Linked DNA regions of Mus musculus: regions 1 and 3 are each linked to region 2. The links are chromatin contacts, called in public HiChIP or PLAC-seq and promoter capture Hi-C maps. All regions are on one chromosome and are shown on one strand. The core of a region is the stretch at or near the end of the contact, and the rest is flanking DNA. Distances in the headings are between cores, read along the strand shown.

Region 1 (4,258 bases), core at 1,524-4,023, 220 kb before region 2:
CCCACTTGCTCCAGCCCCGGTCGCTCTGGCAGCCCAAAGATTGATTGATTTACTGATTGATTTTATGTAAGTACACTGTAGCTGTCTTCAGACACCCCAGAAGAAGAAGACACCACTTCAGATCTCATCAAGGATGGTTGTGAGCCACAATGTGGTTGCTGGGATTTGAACTCAGGACTTTTGGAAGAACAGTCAGTGCTCTTAACCACTGAGCCATCTCTCCAGCCCCCCTAGCCCTATTGTTTAACAAACTCCAAGGCCTTTTTCTTTGAACGTCCTGTAAGCAATCCCACATGAAACCAGTCCCAGTCTGTCCCTTACATCGGTCCCACATATATTGCTCCAGGAGCCCCTGAGCCTTCGACAGCCACTCCTTGGAGGAAACCCAGGAGGCTTTTGGGTACTTCCCTCCCTCTATCCTGCTCATGTCCTGACCACCTGCCCCAGGATTCCTCAGCTGGCTCTCCCACAAAAGGAAAACCCGGTGAAAACCCAGTGGTTGCAGGCTGCTCTCAGCCAACACGGCTTTCTTTGGGCTTCCTTCGGACCTCAGACAGTAAAGAGCTCTGTGCAGGTCATTCCAGCCTGAAGCCATCGAAAGGGTCCCAGCTTCTCGATGCTTTTGGCTCCTTCAGCAAGGTGTCCCTTTCCTCAGAGCTTGCTCTGTCAAGCCACTCCCACTCATTCATCAGACCCTGGACTCAGGGTCTCACTCTAGGAAAGCCTTTGACCCGGAGTGGCAGTAGGAATGGAGGAAAAGGTCCAGAAATCCCACCCTGTTCCTCCCCGGCCACTGGTATCCTATTGGTCCTCTTAGACACTGGGCTTTGGGAAGAGAGTCACTCTCTTGTTACCAGTTCTTGCCACATTAAAAAAAAAAAAAAAAAGAGTGTTGTATCTGGTACAGTATTTAGACAGCCTTACTTCCTTTTTTATTTTTGTGTTTTGAGACAATTTCACTATGGAGCCCCAGGATGGCTTCTAACTCCTGACTCTCCTACCTCTCTCTCCCAGGAGTTAGGATCACAAGCTCAGGCCACTTGGCCTGCCTACTTCCTACCTTTTCAGCATCCGCAAACAGGGCCTTACCTGGAAACTCCAGTCTAAGTGAATTCTACGCACCCCTCCCTCATTCTTTCTGAGACAGGGTTTCTCTGTATAGCCCTGGCCCTGGCTGTCCTGGAACTCACTTTTGTAGACCAGGCTGGCCTTGAACTCAGAAATCTGCCTGCCTCTGCCTCCTGAGTGCTGGGATTAAAGGCATGCGTCACCACCGCTCGGCTCCCTCCCTCATTTTTGTCAGCCACTTAGAGACTAGCCAGTGACTTGTTCAGGAGGTTTCTAGGTACGCATTCCAGTGCTCATCCATTTTTTGGGTGGATGGAGATTTGATTTATGTGCCTTCCTGTCACTGGTAGTTTGCTGTTGTTTTCCTCAAGATAGGATTTCAAGTAGCCCAGGTTGGCTCGAATTCGCTGTGTAGCTGAGGGTGATTGTGAACTCCTTGGCCTTCTGGCTCTACCTCCCTAATAGGTGTGCACCACATGCCAGGTGTGCACCCAGGCGATCGAAAACTCCTTAACTTCCTGGCTGTTGGAATTGTAGATGTGCACCTTCATGCCAGGTTTGTGCAGTGGTTGGGGGACCAAACCCAGGGCCTTGTGTGTCTCCACAGTCCTTGCATTATGAACGTTTCTGATGGTAGAGCTGGAACCTAGGCCTCAGGCATGCTCGGCAAGTGCTCTAACACTGATCCACATATTCAGCCTTCATTTTCTGTCTTTTGTTTTTAAACAAGATCTCACTAAGTAGCGCTGGCTTGCCTGGAACTCACTGTATAGACCAATCTGGCTTCAAACTCACCAAAATCCATCTGCATCTGCCTCTGGAGTTGGAGGATTAAAGGCATAAGGGTGTATACCACCACTCTTGGCACCTCCCTTATTAATATTATGAATAAATTAAGAAGCCACAGGATTTACCTGTCACACCACAGGAGATTACTCACTCTCGCTTTTTAACTTTTTAATAGTGTCAGGAATCCAACCCAGGGACTCCAGTACGCTAGGCAGGCTCTACCACTGGGCCATCCGCCCTAACCCCAGGGGAGCCCTCTCTGCAAGGGAAAACCTATCTGAGGCAGCCCATGAGGGCAGCTATTGAAAACCAAGGCTGAGGACCCACAGAGACACAGGCAGGGACACTGCCAGAGAGGGGATGCTGGACAGGAGGCTTGGACTGGGCATGAGGAGAGCAAGGATCCTCCTTGGCAGAGAGACATGGGCACCTGGAGGGTCTGGAGATTTTATGCTGGTCTAGGGACCAGGGCTATGGGCAGCTGACGCCCTATAAGGGAGTTTGGCTTTATAGAAAGTTCTGCCATGCTGGGTTTGATTTAAAACTGTGTGGAAGTCTCTCACCCCACCTCCTTCCCATCTCCCTGGGACCTCACTGGAGTATGCTCCTGTTTATGACATACTCACGTACTTAGACACATACAGAGGATTTTCAAAACAAGAACTCATTTCAAGGTTTTTAAATGAATAAAAGAGACCTGATAGTCTCCTGTGCCAGGGGAATCTTACAGAAAGCTGAGACACTGTACACCACGGGAGACTTTGAGTTTGCCCTGGTGTTCTACCATCAAGGCTACAAACTGAGACCTGATCAGGAATTCAAAGTAGGAATTCAGAAAGCCCAGGAAGCCATCAACAACTCGGCGGGACGTGAGTGAGCAAGGGGCTGTGCCTTTATCCAGGAAGGCCAGCAAGGTCAAGGGTGCAGAGAACAAGCAGCTACCACACACTTAGACTCTCACACTTAGACTTGGTTGTTGCTGAGGTTACAGGTCAAATTCTGAGGAATGACCTTCTAGCCGTCCTTGTTAGGCGGGCTGCTTTGAAGTACTGTGATCTGAAGTCACAGGCTAGAGTGAGGTCTAATCTCCAGTGCAAACAAACAACCAAAGGGTCATATTCTTCCGTTTTGTTTGGCTTGGTTTTGTTTTTTGAGACAGGGTCTCATATAGCTCAGGCTATCCTCAAATTCATAATGTAGCCAAAGCTAGCCTTGAACTCCTGATCCTCCTACCTCAACCTCATGAGTGCTAGAATTAACCCGTGTGAGCCACTAGGACAAGCTGTTCTTGTTTTAAAGTGACAGTCTTACTGTGTGGCCCAGGCTGGCCTCAAGCTCCTGGCTCAAGTGATTCTTCTGTTGCAGCCCTACTGGGTGGATTGGAACTTCTGTCCTGTGCTACCGTGCCAGGCTCTGGCTTCACAGAAAGGTGCTGAAAGGAAGATGTGGAGAAGCCAGCCTGAGATGGGAAAGAGCGAGGTGCTATAGGAGCAGATCTGTAGCTGAGGGCTGTTAAAAATCAAAATGGAGTCACTAATGCTAAATTTCCCATTTCTAAGCTGAAAGTATGCTGTTCAGTTCACTGGAGAAAAGAGTATTACAGAGATAACCACCAAGTTTGATAAATGGGCCAGTTCCAATTGGCAAGATAATGAAGTCTCTCTCTCTACCGTAATCCTTACAGGGAAAAGGTACCAGGAAGTAACCTGATGCTAGCCAATCTTATTTATTTTTTTTTTATTTATTATTATACATACGTACACACTGTAGCTGTCTTCAGACACACCAGAAGAGGGCATCAGATCTCATTATGGGTAGTTGTAAGCCACCATGTGGTTGCTGGGATTTGAACTCATGACCTTCGGAAGAGCAGTCAGTGCTCTTAGCCTCTGAGCCATCTCACCAGCCTGCTAGCCAATCTTATTTTTCTGTCTCTGTGTCTTGGCCTTAAATAGAAAGTAATTTGGAAAAGACCACCCTCTTCCAACTTCCTCCTTCCTCCTCCATCCTCCTCCATTTTCCTCCATCCTCCTCCATCTTCCTGCATCCTCCCATCCTCCTCCATCTTCCTATATCTTCCTCCATCCTCCTGTATCTCCCTCTATCCTCCTCCATCCTTTTTGTTTGTTACTTACTTGTCTGTGTTTTCTTGACCCCCTTTCTAGTTATATATCTACTCTGTTCAGTCACTGAAATAATCATTTTATTTTGCGGAATGAAGCCTTGCCAAATTCTAGAAGCAAAAATAAAGCTAATTATAATCTTTGAGCTAAGTTTTAATTGTTCCCTTTGACAGCGAGAGGGAGTTTTTAAAAAATTACTTGTGTATGTATGTGTGTCTATGTGATTGTGTATGTAGCTGTGAGTGTGAGCAGATGGAAGGCAATGGAGGCCAGAAGAT
Region 2 (4,104 bases), core at 1,382-3,881:
CAGTGGCCCTGACTAAGACACAGGGACTCTTAAAATGGAAATCTGGTCATTCTAACAGCTGAGATCTCACCCCCTGCCATCCCACTCAGCCAGGCCTGTGAGGTCCCTTGGTTCCCTGCCTGCTTTGAAGCTTCATCCCTATCCAAGAGACTCCCCACAGCACAGCCCCTGGGCCAGGATCTCCAGAGAACCTGTGGGCAATGGAATGGGCAGAAGCCTCAACCTACACTGCACCAAACCTTCTAGAACATTCTGCCTCACACATAATGCCCTGGCTCCAACCCTTTCATGCTTTCCTCTCAGCCCGAAGGCTGAAGGCCTATTCCTTCCTAAACTTCTGTTTGGCTGGGACACTGGGCTACTGCTGAGGGCTCGTTACTCCGGAGGCTGAGAAAGGAAGACAGCCGGGAGTTCAACCACAGCCTGAGACCTTGTCTCAAAAGAAAGAGAGGGCTGGGCATTAGAGGGCATAGCTAATTAGTAGAGCGCTTCTCTGGCATGCTGCAAGTCCCAGCATGAGAGAAGGAGAGAGAGAGAGAGAGAGAGAGAGAAGGAGAGAGAGAGAGAGAGAGAGAGAGAGAGAGCAGTTCCGGCTCTCCATGACCTTTCCTTCACATTCTCTTGTATTTCATAATGACCTTGGGTGGCGGGAACCAATGTCTTGTCACCACCAGTTTTCCGACATGGTGCCAGGCTCAGGGGAGGAATCTGAACACAATCAGTTAGGACGGGCGGGCTCTCCATCAGGAAGAGGGTAAGGGGAATCTGAGATGGCTATCGGCCCAATCACTTCCCAGCAGGAAGGTAAGAGACGCCCCTGACTGCAATCAAAGCTCATGGCATGTCATCTCAGGCCACTGAGGCCCAACTAGTTCCCCTTGTTAGGGTCATGCTCGTGACTGAAAACATTTTCCAGTTAAAGCCACCCTCCCCTGACACGTGACGGAAAGGAAACAGGACTCAATATTGTCCTTCAAGGAGACGCCTTTATTGTAACATAAAATACACAATTTTGTGGCTGCCTCAATTTATACACAATACTTTTTTGGTGGCTATATACTAATCTGCCTCGACACTAAAATATGTATCTGAAATAAAACGTTAAAAAGAAAAATTATAAAAGGATATTTTCCGTTGTAGGAGATAGCCACTTCAAATCTCCTTCCACTTCTACAAAGCCCCACACCCCAAAGCTGAGGCTTTCCCGACTCACGAGTGGGTCTGTGAGCAGGCAAGAGGTGGGTGGAGACCTGCCCTCACCTCATTTTTGGGTGCAAGAGTTGGGCAGAGAGAGAGAGAGACCAGCATGCAGATAGGGGACACACTTTCCAGTTAAAAACCTCTCCCATGTCCAGGTACACCCTCAGTAAATCCAGGGTAGCTTAAAAACTATGTGGAAGTCTCGCTTCTTTGGCACCCTTTTCTCCAACCTAACTTGAAAGTCAGCTTAGAACCTTGGGGGTGGGGGGGCCCAGGCTGCTCTACTCTCCCCATGACTTGGGGCCATGTCCACCATATATCTAGATATTTGTCGAGTCCACACCCTCGTGAGGGTTACTGGGACAGTCGCATGACAGGTGGGGACGAGTCCCTTAAGCCTGGACTCCCCTGGCAGTTCCAGCTTTCTTCTGAGGGGCCAGGGAGGGGCCTCACACCTCCTCCATCCGGCCAGCACCTGAGGCAGAGAGGCTACCGCCAGGCATAGAAAAATCAGTGTACAAAACCAAGGCAAGGCAAACAGCAGCTTTTAAAAACTCATCTCCCAATAAATAATTTACTACACAGGAGTATTTTCTTTTAACAGTAAAACACTGATAAATTCAGAAGTTATTTTTGTAAAAAAAATATGTTTATTTACTTGCATGTATAAAAATAAGGTTTTGGGGGCTCCTCTCCTGGGCACGGTTCTGCCCTTGTTTGGGAGAGGAAGCCAAGGAGGGCTCTCAGCAAGCCTGAGTGGTAACCGCTCTCTGCTTGCCCCTCTCCCTGACGGCCCACTGCAGCCCCTTCCTTCCTTCTGGAGACACTACAGAGGAGACTGTGGAACAAATCACCCTGAGGCTTTCACTTTGCTTTTAGTTTTCCAAGCTTCCTAGGAAACCCGCTGACTGACTGCATTTCCCCAATCCCCAACGGCCACCCGGCACCCAGCACTGTACAGTGCTGGCTGCCTGCTTGGCAGGCTGGCCCCGTGTGCAGGTCCCATTCCTACCACCTAATCCTCAGGGCACTATGTGACACTGAAGGGAGATGAAGTGATCTGGGTACAGAGGACCCAGGACCTGATACAGGAGGGGGGAAATTTGATGTCAAATTAGGGTGCAAATGGGAAAAACATAAAAAAAGACCTGATTTAGAAACAAAAAACACCACCGGACGTTTGCAGGAAGCCATTATCAACACGCTTGGAGAAAAGCCTTGGATAGCGCAGGCGCGGCCTGGCCACAGCACAGACAAGAGTTGGGGAGGCTGGCGCAGACAGGCTACGCCCAGTGTCTGGAGCCAGGACTTGGGCACAACGCACCGCCCTGACAGAAGGAACACAGGGCATCACCTGAACCTGTACGCTCAGAGCTGGGTGGCCTGGCTTCCTCTCCACTATTTTGTTAAACATCTCCACTTGAGTACACACACTTGCACTTAAGCTGAGTGGCAGTTCTAGAAATAGAGACTGAGCAAGCAGAGAGGGAAGGAGCCAGTGTTAAGATGGCGGAAGTGGCAGAAACGGGAAACAGCCACTCCCCATCCAAAAACCTGTGACCACCCTTGCCCCATCACCCTTGATTCAGCTCCCCTTTCCGTCCCTTATGCAAAGGGGACAGGGGACACGGGAGGTACTGGCTTTCATCATCAGACAGTCATCTACATCTCAGAAGACAGGCGGAGACAATGACAATGCTTGCTTGGACTATGGACTACCTGGCAGAGGAACCGAGGCTCCCCAGAGAGAGGGTGCTTTTTCCTCTGTCCTTTTCTTACTTGGATAGTCACGTGTCAAGGGTCAGCCACCCTGAAGACACATGGCCAGGTTCCAGGGTTCAGGGAACCAACTGCCTTTTTGCACATGGTAAAAAAAAGCGCAGCCGCTGCCCTGGCGTGGCGGCTTAGACTGGACAGCAGGGGCGGGGAAAAAAACACGACGTGCAAATGCACTCACACTCACGCGCACTCCCTTCACTAGTGCCACTATGCACAGAGACACTAAAGTCACAACTAGTATTAACACTTCACATTACGAGTATTGTTTCCAAAGAGAAGCGATTCATGGAATTAAAACATCCACAGGAAGTTCCTCCACGAGGGCGATGAAGCTGCAGGTGGTGAGGTCTGGTCATGACTGTGCGTGAGGGATCCACTGACTGTCCATGGGCCGGCCTAAGAGCTCTTCCACGCGCCGCGCCACGTCCATCGTGTCTTCCAGATCGAAGTCCCCATCGGTATCAAGGACGGAGTCCGGGCTTCAGAGGAAAGGACAAATGATGAGGGGGAGGGGCAAAGGTTATCAGAGGTCATCTGAAACCCCACAACCCATCAGTTGAGTGAGCTGGGCTCTCACTAGAAAGATCTCCTGATAGAAATCAGAGAGGCCTTTGCTGGCTAGGTCATCAGACCGTCCTGTCTATTCTGGATGCCCACTCCCAAACTCCACCCAGCCCTTACACACAAAGTGTGGCAAATATCCATTTTTCAGAGAAGACAAACAGATGCCAATTTGCTCATGGCCACTGATGCTTTAAATATCTGGTGCAATCTCCCCCTGTGGAAGGCCAGTGCCTGGACTTAGGCTGGGTGAGGTTAGTTCCAGATAACCTTCAGGTTCCTTTGCCCTGACTCCAGGCCTTAGGAAGCCCAGCCTGACGCCAAGGCCCCAGTTGCTCCCATTTATGCCCCCAAGAGCATGACCTACTTGGGTGGGTACATGTTGTAGTGAGCCTGAGGGCACACGACTGGGGAAGGAGCCTGATCCATGTAGGTGGCGCCACTCCCAGCATCTGTGGATGCATTTGCAAACCTGTAGAAGGAAGCAGAACACAACCTCAGCCACATGGACTGGAGGAGGGGTTAGGGGGCATCTTCATGTCTTTTTCAGGACATAGGAAGTTG
Region 3 (4,553 bases), core at 106-2,605, 190 kb before region 2:
ACTGCACTGCCTTCTCAATACAATCTTCGTAATAAAGGCAAAGACCCCGGACATACAGAGCATCAGCATTGGTGGAATCCATTCGTAAAATGTCACTGAAATAAAGAGGACACGTTCAGCTGTGGTGTACAATGTCTTGGCCATTCCCACCATCTGGAGTCAAACTGTTTCTTGATCACGGCTCTAGTACTCAAAGTTCATCCACAGGTGACTAGATTCTCAAGAACAAGCCTTGTTAAAATAAACTACCTATATATCTTTACTATGTTTTTCTTTTTTCATTCTCCCCGTACCTAGCAGTGTTGAGGATTAAACCCAGGGCCTGGGACCTGACAGGCAAGAACTTACTGATGAGAATACCCCCTCTCCCCCACCAATCCAGCCCAATACATTCCTTGTGTCTCATCATCTTTTCTTTTTTGTTTTTGTTTTTGACACAGGGTTATCTGTATAGCCCTGGCTGTCCTGGAACTTGCTCTGTAGACCAAGCTAGCCTACAAAATTTACAGACATCGGCTTGCCTCTGGCAAGCACTGGGATTATAAGCGTGTACCACCATTCCTGGCTATGCCTCACAATCTTTATTGAATTAGAGTAGGGGTGAATAAAGTACCGCCCTCAGGGCTAAGTCCTTTCTGGTACTGTTTTGTATTCCATTTTCTCCTCATATTTTGGTGATAGGTGATGTGTAATAGGGACTGGATTGAAGGCTCAGTACAAGCTAAGCACAAACTCTACCAATGAGGCACACAGCAGGCCAGCACTTGTACCATTGCCTCTGTACCACCCCATGGTACTAAGGAATGAAACCAGGCTACACAAGCATCTTCCAATCCAGCTATATCCCAACCTTGGGTCAGGTCCCTAAAATCTGGTTTACACTAACTCAGCTGTTATCTGTGGCTGCTTCTGCACTACGGCATAGGACAGAGCTAAGCAGTTGCAGTAGAGACCAGGGACCAAGAAAGGATACAAGAGTTACAATATGGATAGATAAAAAGAGTTTCCTGGAGTAGAAAGAACTGCATTCAAACAAACCCAGGCCAGTGAGATTGCTGCCAAGCCTGATGACCTAAATTCAGTCCCCAAAACCTTCTGCAGCATGGAAGGAGAGAATGAACTCCCACAGAGTACATGAAAACAGAGGTTAAACAAACTCAGACTCATTAAGCTCTCTCGCACAAGGCTCGAGCACCGGCAACACAGCTGCATCCTATATACCTTGTGGGTCTTGGATTTAACCTGCTTTAACCTTTGGCTTTAAGCTCCAGGAAGGCATGAACAACAACCCTAACCGACACCCACAGCCCCCGTGTAGCAAGCAGCCAGCCAGCAGTCAGAAGTCCACTCTGCGTCTCAGTCATGAATTGGCCAGATTGCGTACCTGGCCACAAACTGTGCTTCTGGGTATCGACCAAGCATTGCTAAACATTCTGCTTTGAGAATTTTGAATCGATGGCAGGCAGGGGCAAATTCTAGGGCACGGTCCATGCAGAAAACAACCTAAGGGAAGAGGAAAGCAAGTGAGCTCTTCAACTGGGACTCCAGAAATGTCTTCACTTGAGTTTGCTCAAGACATCATTGCTTATTGGTGCAATATCAAAGCTTCTACACGTTCGTTCATTCAGTAAGTACACCAATACCCCATCGAGTTAGTAAGTAATATCACTACCTTTCTTTTAGTGATGAGAGACTAATGAATAGAGAACAAAGCAAGGCTCTAGGTCACCAAGTTCCATCTTAAATACAGTAGGACGCTAGAGCACTAACCTCAACCAGAAAGCAGCCTCCATGGTGAGCCCACAGTGACTATGATCAGAGCTCACATTCTTCTTGCAAACACCATTATTTACTATTTTCATTATCTGTCAGGCTTTAGCTGGTAAGTACGATAAGAACACCAGCAAGAATCAGCGCTGCACACAGAACAGAAACTGCTGCGCCCCTCCTTTTCCCGTGACAACAGGGAAGGGGTGAGCCTGGAGATGGCTTAGATGTTAAGAGCACTGGATGTTCTTCCAGAAGACTTCGGTTCAATTCCCAGAACCCACATGGTGGCTCACAATTGTCTGCAAAGTCCCAAGGGATCCAAACAAAAGGCATTTAGTGCTCTCCTCTGGCCTGTAAGGGCTCCAGGTATGCACATAGTGCACAGACATATGTGGGGCCAAAATATTCATACAAATAAAAAAGACAGTTTTAGTGTGCAGCTCTAGGTGGCCTGAAAATCACCATATAGTTCAGACTGGCCTTGAACTCACAGAAATCTAGCTACTTCTGCCTCCTGGGTGCTGGGATTAAAGCACATCTTACTACTGGGTTGGTCCGTTACACTCAGTATAGAAATTCCACAGTGAACTAGCCATCTATAAGGATTCTAATGGATGTCACATGACTACTACCACTGGGCTGCTCTGTGTAAATGCCAAGCCAGTTTCCCACTCATACCTACGAAAGCTACAGCGTGCTCCCTGTCAGTCACACAGCTCTCAGAAACTCATCCCTTTCTCCACAACTTTGTTCTCTGAGCTCTCATTCTTACTTAGCTGCTACTCCTGGGATATCCTCCCTCAATCCCCTTCTCCCTAAGAATAACGGACCAGAGGAGAAATCTGCAATTAAGGGACACCATTACCTCTCAGACTCCAAGTATGAATTCTAAAAGCAAGGAAAGGTAACTTTCATCGCTGTAGACTAATATAATGACATACTCCATAACTCTAAAGAATGCACTAATATTCCATTTACTACTGTAGAAAGACCTCCAAGCCTTATTCAGAGGAGGGAAAACAGTGCACTACCTTTCATGCAAACAAATCCAACAATCTGTATTTGATGTATTCAGTGGTAGAACTTGACCCTGAGCTCTACCCTAGCACTGGAGACGGGGAGCAGAGAGACCAGAGGGCCTGCTTGAAGGAGCACTCATCACTAAATATCTTTCCATGCTTTTTATTTGCACCGAGGGCCTTTTCAAAACTGAGATTAAAAACACAAGCAAGATGGGTTTAAAGGCAAACAGATCTCTGCAAGTTCAAGGCCAGCCTGGTCTACACAGCTAATTCCAGGGCAGCCAGAGCTACATAGAGTCTTCGTCTCAAAAAAGAAAACCCACAAGCAAGCAAGAAAGAAAACACTGAGCCGCTCACTGACACTTTCAGCCCTGCCAATCCAACAATGGCACTCCTTTAGTGGCACAGGTCACTGGAAGTTCTAAGGACAGTAATGACAACTGAGGTACAACGAGGAAAAGCCAGGGACAGCGGAGTAGCCACGCCCTTGGCCTCACAAGCTCAACGTTCTATGCAGAGCTGGCTCTGCTCATCGTGAGGAACATCAGTTGAGGCTCAGCAATGCTTACTGCCACCCCCAACCACGTCCCCAGTAGGGACAGCTGCAGGCAAAGAAGATCTTTGTTTCTTCTAAGTTCATCTGTTTCCCCTGCCAGGATCATAATTCTTCATTTGTGACATCACCATGAGCTACAGTGGGGGGGCTGGGATGTCACAAACAGAGGATTCTGTCACAAACTCAGGATTCTGGCTCCAGAGTGAGCAAGAGAGAAAAGAAACCCAAAAGACTGCCTTTCAGGACAAAGCCGTGACAGTAGTTAGAACTGCTTTCCAAACACACACACACACACACACACACACACACACACACACACACACGAATGAACTACAAAAACATTATAATTATCAAAACCCATGGGCAGAAGACAGTTAATGTTGCAAATCTGCATAAACTAGTCTGATATATTTATTCCCAAATAAAAGCGCTCACAGTATAAAACTCAAAAAAGATGCTTACTTGTCCCCCTCAAACATTTCTGAACACCTGCTACTGAAAGCCCTACGCGAATCCCTACATACGATGCAACAACTCCTCCCTTGGACTGAAATCACCTGGTTGAAGGAGCGCATAAATCTCCTGATGCGGATTTCTGACCTCTGCCAATCCTCTGCTTCCTACTTCGATTCTTTAGTGAAAGCTAGTTCTCACTACTATCTACTATAGGGAGATCTATACTTCAGGCTTAACTCCAAGTTCTAGAAAAATCCTGGAACTTCCATACTTGTTCCCTATTTCAGATACATCAACCCCTTTAACATACAGATTGTCAAAACCTACCACATACTGTGAAGTTTATTAAACTCTAACACCAAGCTGGGTATAGCGGCAGCAGAGGACTGCCAACTTTCAGGCCAGCTTGAGCTACACACAAGACCCAAAATAACATCAAAAAGGTGGCAGGGGCTCATGCTGTAATCCTAGCACTTGAAGCCGAGGCTGACAGACGGCAGAGAGAGGTGATGTAACAGGTTACACACACTCCAAAAATGTAATGAGGGTTTCCGTCTCCCACCCTTATTTATAGCATCTACTCCATCAGAAGCAAGTTAATCAGATAAATATGGATTACTCAGCCCCAGTATTTATTTCCAGCTGACTTTTCTTTCATTAATTAGCACAGATCTGAGATACACTACCTGACATAGCCAACGGGAATATAAGCAAGCTGATTTTTGCTCCTTATTGAAAAGCCAAATAAA

The links. HiChIP or PLAC-seq counts read pairs in DNA pulled down with a chosen protein or histone mark. Capture Hi-C pulls out chosen DNA fragments and counts their contacts.
Region 1: a contact with region 2 is called in an H3K27ac HiChIP or PLAC-seq map of embryonic stem cells, with 5 read pairs. The contact joins two enhancer-like sites. A contact is called at or near these places in 5 of 39 promoter capture datasets (hematopoietic stem and progenitor cells, hippocampal neurons, liver and 1 more), 2 of 484 Hi-C or Micro-C datasets (CD4 T cells and the G1E-ER4 cell line), 4 of 115 datasets of contacts at active chromatin or transcription factors (bone marrow-derived macrophages, embryonic stem cells and large pre-B cells) and 2 of 9 other capture datasets (adipose tissue and liver).
Region 3: a contact with region 2 is called in a promoter capture Hi-C map of liver. The contact joins two enhancer-like sites. A contact is called at or near these places in 2 of 484 Hi-C or Micro-C datasets (liver and olfactory sensory neurons), 3 of 115 datasets of contacts at active chromatin or transcription factors (bone marrow-derived macrophages and embryonic stem cells) and 3 of 9 other capture datasets (adipose tissue, liver and pancreatic islet).

What each region holds. Positions count from the first base shown.
Region 1 is chr11:100,556,883-100,561,140 of GRCm38.p6, forward strand. All of the region lies in intron 7 of Ttc25 (tetratricopeptide repeat domain 25), which reads left to right. Among named protein-coding and RNA genes, the nearest start is that of Ttc25, 13 kb to the left of the region's middle. Within about 2 kb of position 2,774, at least 4 of the 459 cell types and tissues checked have an H3K27ac peak or open chromatin away from gene starts, as enhancers often do. A contact at or near this core is called in embryonic stem cells, where this site is marked.
Region 2 is chr11:100,779,765-100,783,868 of GRCm38.p6, forward strand. Stat5b (signal transducer and activator of transcription 5B) reads right to left here. Exons shown (of 19, transcript NM_001113563.2): 18 at 3,908-4,012; 19 at 967-3,458. The coding sequence ends at 3,332. Among named protein-coding and RNA genes, the nearest start is that of Ghdc, 11 kb to the left of the region's middle. Within about 2 kb of position 2,632, at least 24 of the 459 cell types and tissues checked have an H3K27ac peak or open chromatin away from gene starts, as enhancers often do. A contact at or near this core is called in embryonic stem cells and liver, where this site is marked.
Region 3 is chr11:100,591,471-100,596,023 of GRCm38.p6, forward strand. It overlaps Dnajc7 (DnaJ heat shock protein family (Hsp40) member C7), which reads right to left. Exons shown (of 14, transcript NM_019795.5): 6 at 1,385-1,503; 7 at 1-95. It also overlaps a transcript of Cnp not described here. Among named protein-coding and RNA genes, the nearest start is that of Cnp, 19 kb to the left of the region's middle. Within about 2 kb of position 1,356, at least 18 of the 459 cell types and tissues checked have an H3K27ac peak or open chromatin away from gene starts, as enhancers often do. A contact at or near this core is called in liver, where this site is marked.